Linked DNA regions of Zea mays: region 1 is linked to region 2. Evidence: chromatin contacts called from public Hi-C data. All regions are on one chromosome and are shown on one strand. Each heading gives the region's core, a stretch centred on a gene start, on an enhancer-like site or on the middle of the called end of the contact. The rest is flanking DNA. Distances are from core to core; before and after follow the strand shown. Region 1 holds the start of LOC100194145. Region 2 holds the start of LOC103641812 (DNA glycosylase superfamily protein).

Region 1 (3,269 bases), core at 414-2,913, 280 kb after region 2:
ATCCAGATCCATGATTTCTTCCTCCAGAAGTGTCTAAAAGAATGCTTGCTGTTGTCGCCTGAACTCCTTGTGGTGTGTCCTTTTACCCTTTCTCTTAAAACTAAAAGAAAAGAAGATAAAACAGTAACTTTTGGTTGATAGCTTTTTCTTGGTACCATTCAAGATTTTTTTTTGAAAGAATCAATTCTTATCATTGTTCTATTTATTTGCATTCACAGAAAGTCGAGAAGCTGAAAGGTTTATGCCTTCAGTATGCCACTTCCATCCAGATCTTGATGCCATCTATCGATGTCGCTAACTCTGAGAACACATCGAAGTCTAGGAAGTCAAGATCAAGAATCGATAAATCACAGGACAGAGACCAGCAGCTGAAACTAGCATCAGAGAATGTTGTCATGTCAGAGTCGATCCTGTACGTATCCGCTCCTCTATCTACCCTTGAAACGCTGGTATTAAATTAAGTTCCACCCATCTAACATCGCATTGGTCTTGGCTGGCTGCAGGAAATTTGAAGCAGCGTTCAATTCAGAGCTGCAGAGTCTTGCTCCTACGCTGAGTAACAGTTCACAAGCGGAGCCGTACGTGACTCATCTCGCACAGTGCATTCTTGGCGTGCGAATCGGCCAATGAGTTATTTGATGGGCCGTACCCATACCTGCCTGCCTTCATTTGGACTTTTGGCACAATGCCATACTCTATGTGCGCCGCTGCAGTCAAGGTAGGTGCATATCCGTTTCTTGTGAATGCTAATGTGGAGCTACGACGCGTTTAGTGACCCTAGGGTGGTGTCGGGAGCCTTGTTATCTTGAGCTCGAACCTTGCTGTGTGTTTATCAGCTGCGACTCAGCATTTCGTGCTGTTGATATCTGACAATAGCAATGTGTGGTTGTGTTGTGTTGTGTTGTGAGACTCAGATGTAAGCTTTGTGGAGTTCATTTCCACGTGTGTGGGAAAAGTGTTTGGTTTGAATCGAACTGGGCATTGGTATTCCACGAGAGTTGGTTAGCGGCCAGTAATGTAATAGTAAATATCATGCTATTAAGCTAATTTAAGTTGATGAAATCCAAATAAAGCAACTCCAAGAGTCTAGTTATAAATCCTAGCCAATTATAGAGTTTTATGGACGACTCTTTAAAATAGATAACTTCTTCAAGGTGGGGTTAACCAACAGATTCTCTAAATTTAACTTTTCACATCCACTTATTGCACCTGCCGCCACCAGGACTGTCGTCGTGACATGCAGCTGTAGAACACTACCTGTGATGCCGAGCCAGATGAAGAAGCGAGTATGAAAGCCATGGCGCTTTTCATTTTTTTTACCGAGCAAAGGCACTTCACCGAGTCTCTTGGACTTCTCTAAAATCCGGTCCATGCGCGGTAACTTTAAGTTGGGTCCACCTCCACACGAATCAGCACGATAGTGCGTAGTGGCAGGCTGCCAAGCTCAATCAAGGATTCTGGACTCAGCATGCCAGTCTCCTCTCGCGGCCCTGTTGTTTGCCGGAAATCCGCTCGGGGACCCCGCGCGCACTAGCCATTTTTGCGCTCTACCTCCGCACCAACCATCCGCGGTTAGTTCACTTCCCACACTCCCCCACGCCACTGTTTCAGTGTTCCCCTCACCACCCGAGCCCCACCACCAGTCCACCACCACCACCGGCCCGTGCCCCAGCCACAACAAGGCGAAATCAGGGGTGGTCACGCCGAGCGACTACGCGAAGACGCAGTCGGCGGGGGCGAAGATCTCCCAACCCACATTGCGCGCGCGTCTACGCCCGAGGATCGATGGTTGGCGGCGGGGGGCGCCGCGCGGCGCTGGGGCGCTGGTGCCTGGTGATCCTGGCCGTGGCCTCCGCGCTAGGGGTCTCTGGCCCCGCCTTCTACTGGCGCTACAAGAAGGGCTTCTCCTCCTCCTCCCCCTCGTCCACCGCGGCGGCGGTGGCTTCTTCCCCGTCGTGCCCTCCCTGCAGCTGCGACTGCCCGGCGCCCCTTTCCCTCAAGTCCATCGCCCCAGGTGATCTGTCCTGTTCAGACCCTCTTTCCAGATCTTCCTACAGTTCTCGCCTGATCAGTGTCGGTACGCATGTCTACCCATAATTCGTTAGGTAAAACAAAAAATAATAATCTGTATTTTGGTCGGGACTAGGGTCATCAGATGAACGCCATAGCATATGGTACAGCTGACGCATGCATATGGGTAGCAAATAAGCTAGTTTTAGTTGCTGTGTCTAATCGTCTATGATGAAAACTCCCAGTTGCAGCTATGTCCACATTACTGACAGGAATTTGTGTTTATTGCAGGGCTTGCCAACTTCTCAATAACAGGTTTGGGTCCTTCCTTCACAGTTCACACTCCTGTCAATTGAGGCATGGGTTTCCTCATATTTGGATGAGCATAGTGGTTATCTTATGATAGAATGGCAGCAATCGTCATGGATCACTGTGTTCTTTACTTACTAAACTGAACAATTCGTGAAGCTGCCTTCAGTAGTTCAGTCACTATGATGATGCATGGGGTGATTTATAGACCTTATGGAACCTTCTACTTGGGTTATTCTTCACACTACAAAAAATGCACGAGCAAAATAGTTCTTATGAAATGAAAGTAAAATTATGTGTTGAATTCTGAAAATTCACATTCTTAATCATTTAGCCTCAAATTGTCTTATGTGAAAAGAAAAGCTGAACACTAGAATTCTAGCCTATCAAGTATGTTAAGTGCTGCATATCTTTAAGAGTTGGATTTTATAATTAGGTGCGGAACTACAGAGATTTGTCTAATGATGCGATCTACTGAAATACCTACTGTAGGCTTCTTAAAAGCATCCTGTTGTTGAGAAAAAAATATCTTTTTCTTCATCTTGGTTTGCATTTCATAAGTCTTTGGCATCAGGCTATTACCCTAACAATATAGCATAGATGAAAGTTAGTTGTGATTAGACCGTGTCCAGCAGTTCACCCATATGGTCGCCCAAAAAACTATTTTGCACTGTAGACCGCACTGTTCACAAAGTGGAGTTTGAATATAGGTATGGGGATGAGTAAGCTGCTGAAGATAGCCTTAGTATGTGTTGACGTTCATAACATCCAATGAAGCTCAGAGATTGTTCTTCCATCCAACTAGATTTGGCATTTTGGCACTTTTTAGATTTGGACGGTATATTTGCTTCATCAAGGTTGCACAAATCTTCCTCACTATGCTGCACCATTAGTTCTTGTGCTTTTGTATCTCATAGCCACCCAGTTTTCCAGAACAGGAATTGTCGAAA
Region 2 (3,135 bases), core at 400-2,899:
GCAGTGAATTTCCTATCGTGGCCCATGTATACCAGTATGCATGACTTTGGTACTTTTTCAGAAATGCCCATATATAGTGGGGTTGTATTGTTAGACAAAGCATAGCATTGGTGACAGCGCATCACATTTAGGATGTCTTTGTATACGTTCATGAAACTTCAAACCCAAAACTAATGTCTTCTATAGAACATTGAAGACAAGAGTTGTGTCCAGATTAATGTATGCTTTACTACCCATACCTTCCTAAGGTAATTGACTCTAATTTTTTGGAGATGGAGCTGAGAGATATACACAGCGACAGAAAAGATGGAGGAGCATGCCATGTTGTTGGGCACACTCATTTCTGTTGGGATTTTGTGGTTGATGAGATAAGTACCGATGTGTCCATTTCTAATATCAAGATGCATTATGATTATTCTAACCCTAACTATATAAAATTCATCTGATGCAGGTATTTGCAAGCTCGTTGGCGTACCCTTGAGAAAGAAAACATCGGATGAACGGCGAAGGCTGGCTGCCATTTTGTGTATATCGTGATGGTTTCAACCCTGAAATATATCTGTCATTGTGGTTAGACTACTACAAAAAGAATATAGATGCTTACTGAAACAATCATAATTCAACTAACAGTCACACATACATGCAGATAGAGTCAAACACACTCTGCCACTAACCAAAAAATAACAAGGCTACTCACTTTGCAAAAAAAGAGATAAAGAATAACAAGGCTACTCTACGAAGGACGTGTGAGTAATGAGTAAGGACAATGATGATAGTACTGCTTCCTTAGGATATAACTCATGCTCGCTCCTCATTATATCACTTTGCCAGTTTACTTTATTTTTTGGTGTATGCTTTTTTAGCATTAGACACGTAGTATGCTATGTTAGGCTTGTTTACTTTATTTTATTATTGCAGTTTGAGTACCTATGTCATGATTTTATTTGATGTTATGTTCTGGTAATTCATCTTCAGGGTTATGTTGTGTACCTTGTCCGTGTGAGACGTGGTGGTAGGAAGAGGCTTTTGCCCAAGTGTATTGTCTATGGCAAGCCAAAGCACCAGGGTATCACCCAACTCAAGTTGCAGAGGTACAAGAGGTATGTCGCTGAGGAGAGAGCTATACACAAGCTTGGTGGACTGAGGGTTCTTATGTCATGAAATAAAGTATGCCATGAACTTTTTGCAATTTGACTGTATTATCAGACAATGAATGGTTAGTGATAAAATGTTGCCTGCTGTTGTGGACTACATGATTGGTTAGTGATCAAAAAAGGGAGTTTGTATATCAATGTATTTTATCATATTAATCACTATTCATATAATGTTGTTCTTTGCCTCTCACATGCGTGGGTTGTTGGTTGACCCGCCTAACATCGTAGCTCACGTCCGTTGCCTCCCGACCCTTGCGCCGCACTCTCCCTTGCACGGCGCCGCCGCTATCGTCGTCCCCAGATTTGTGCTCTTCTTCCCTGTCCAGCCGATACACCCTCCCCTCTGCTCCCTTCCTTCAACAGTATTACATGTTCCCGTTGCAACGCACAGACACTCACCTAATAATTTTATAATTAATTTTTGCTAGCTAGCCGCGGAAGATGCTCTCGTTCTCCCAGATCTCGTTCCCCTCCCCCTTTCATTTCACCCGGGTCCAGACCGCACGACACACGCGAGGCGCGACGCCAGCACGAGCCACCCAAGTCAGAGACAGAAATCACCAAGTGTCTCTCTACTTCTCTACCTTGCCTAGCCAAAATCTACTGCCGACCACCACCGCGGCAGGCACACGGAGCACCCTCCACTCCACCGACCAATACCAGCGGCAGTAAATTCCGAGGCCGAGCAGCCGCTGCCGAGCCTCGAGGCTCCCTTCTCGCTTCCTTCACCCGCCTACTCCTCCTAGGGTTTCCTCCCGCCTCGCTGGCGTGCCGCCTCCCCTCGCCATTGCCGCGGGGCGTTCCGCCGCTCGTGGGACCCGCATCGAGACTCGAGAGCTGTTCGTGCTGATTCCCGCGGAGCCTTGTGGCTGCGACTCTGCGGCGTCGGGTGGAGAGGTTTTGACGCCCGTGGGGGTTTGGATCGAGGGCCCGGAGCTGTGTCTCCGCAATGCCGGGCTGGTCTGGCGGCGATTGCTAGGGTTTTCTGGTCGGATTTCGGTGGAAGAGCTGAGGTTTTGCTTCGAGTGCGGGAGCTGCCTGCAACCCCCCCCCCCCCCCCCCCCCCCCCCCCCCCCCCCCCCCCTGGCCCGAGCTCGGTGTTTCCGCAGCAATGCCTAGCCGATTTTAGCTCGCTCTGGGGTTCCGAAGGGCGAAGGGGCTGTCGGGCGGTTCGAGATTGCAAGGAGTCGGTGGCTCGGCCCAATGTCCGGGGCAAGCGCGAGGGGGCGGCTGTCGCCAGCGTCCGGCGGCGCCGGGGACTCCGAACCGCGGTCCGCGGGGGGCAGGACGCGCTCGGTGTCCGCTACCCGCGGCCGGAAGCCCTCGCCGAGGCCCGGGAGGGATGCCGCCGCGGCGGCAGGGGCGACAGAGGAGAGGAAACCCGCCGCCGTGCCCACATTGCTGCCCTCGCTCAGCGCGCCCGCGGGGATGCGTCGGCAGGAGCTGCTGCTGCGCTCGGGTCTGTCTCTCGACGCGTCCTGCTCCTCGGACGCGTCCACGGACTCGTTCTGCAGCCGAGCATCCACAGGCCGGATTGGGAGGCCGGCGTTTGGGGCTAGGAAGAAGAAGACCCTCTCTCAGACTGATTACAAGCCTGTTTCCATGCTGGAAAGGGAGGGTGGATTGGCTTATCAGACCGATGCTGCTGGTGTCAAGAGGAGGTGCGCATGGGTGACAGCAAATACTGGTGCGTGCTTCTGGTTTTGCTTGCATGTTTTAGCATTTGATGTAGGGGTAACCTGCAATTAGTCCAGCATAACACTTTGCACTGATTCAATAGTTATTCTGGTGTAAACAGAGAAGCTAAATTTTGGGTCTATAATGGCCAACTAAAGGTCTATCTCTCAGTAAGATAGAGTCCAGAATGCTAGTTGACTTAAGCTTGGGCTTTGCATAGTGGGAACTGGGAGCTATGTCAACTGTTTATGATTGGGAGCATTACAGTCTTCAGTTCTCCTATGAGTATTATTCTGAGATCATA

Evidence for each region. Hi-C and Micro-C count contacts between places; a contact is called where the count stands out from the background.
Region 1: a contact with region 2 is called in a Hi-C map of ear, with 2.5 times the contacts expected there. The contact joins the promoter of LOC100194145 here to the promoter of LOC103641812 in region 2. A contact is called at or near these places in 3 of 25 Hi-C or Micro-C datasets (ear, leaf and tassel).

The regions. Positions count from the first base shown.
Region 1 is chr10:131,201,962-131,205,230 of Zm-B73-REFERENCE-NAM-5.0, forward strand. LOC100194145 reads left to right here and starts at 1,664. Exons shown (of 3, transcript NM_001139196.1): 1 at 1,664-2,014; 2 at 2,302-2,325. The coding sequence starts at 1,786. LOC100274060 reads left to right here. Exons shown (of 21, transcript NM_001148439.1): 19 at 1-72; 20 at 219-412; 21 at 504-894. The coding sequence ends at 630.
Region 2 is chr10:130,921,583-130,924,717 of Zm-B73-REFERENCE-NAM-5.0, forward strand. It overlaps LOC103641812 (DNA glycosylase superfamily protein), which reads left to right and starts at 1,650. Exons shown (of 5, transcript XM_008665141.4): 1 at 1,650-2,841. The coding sequence starts at 2,358.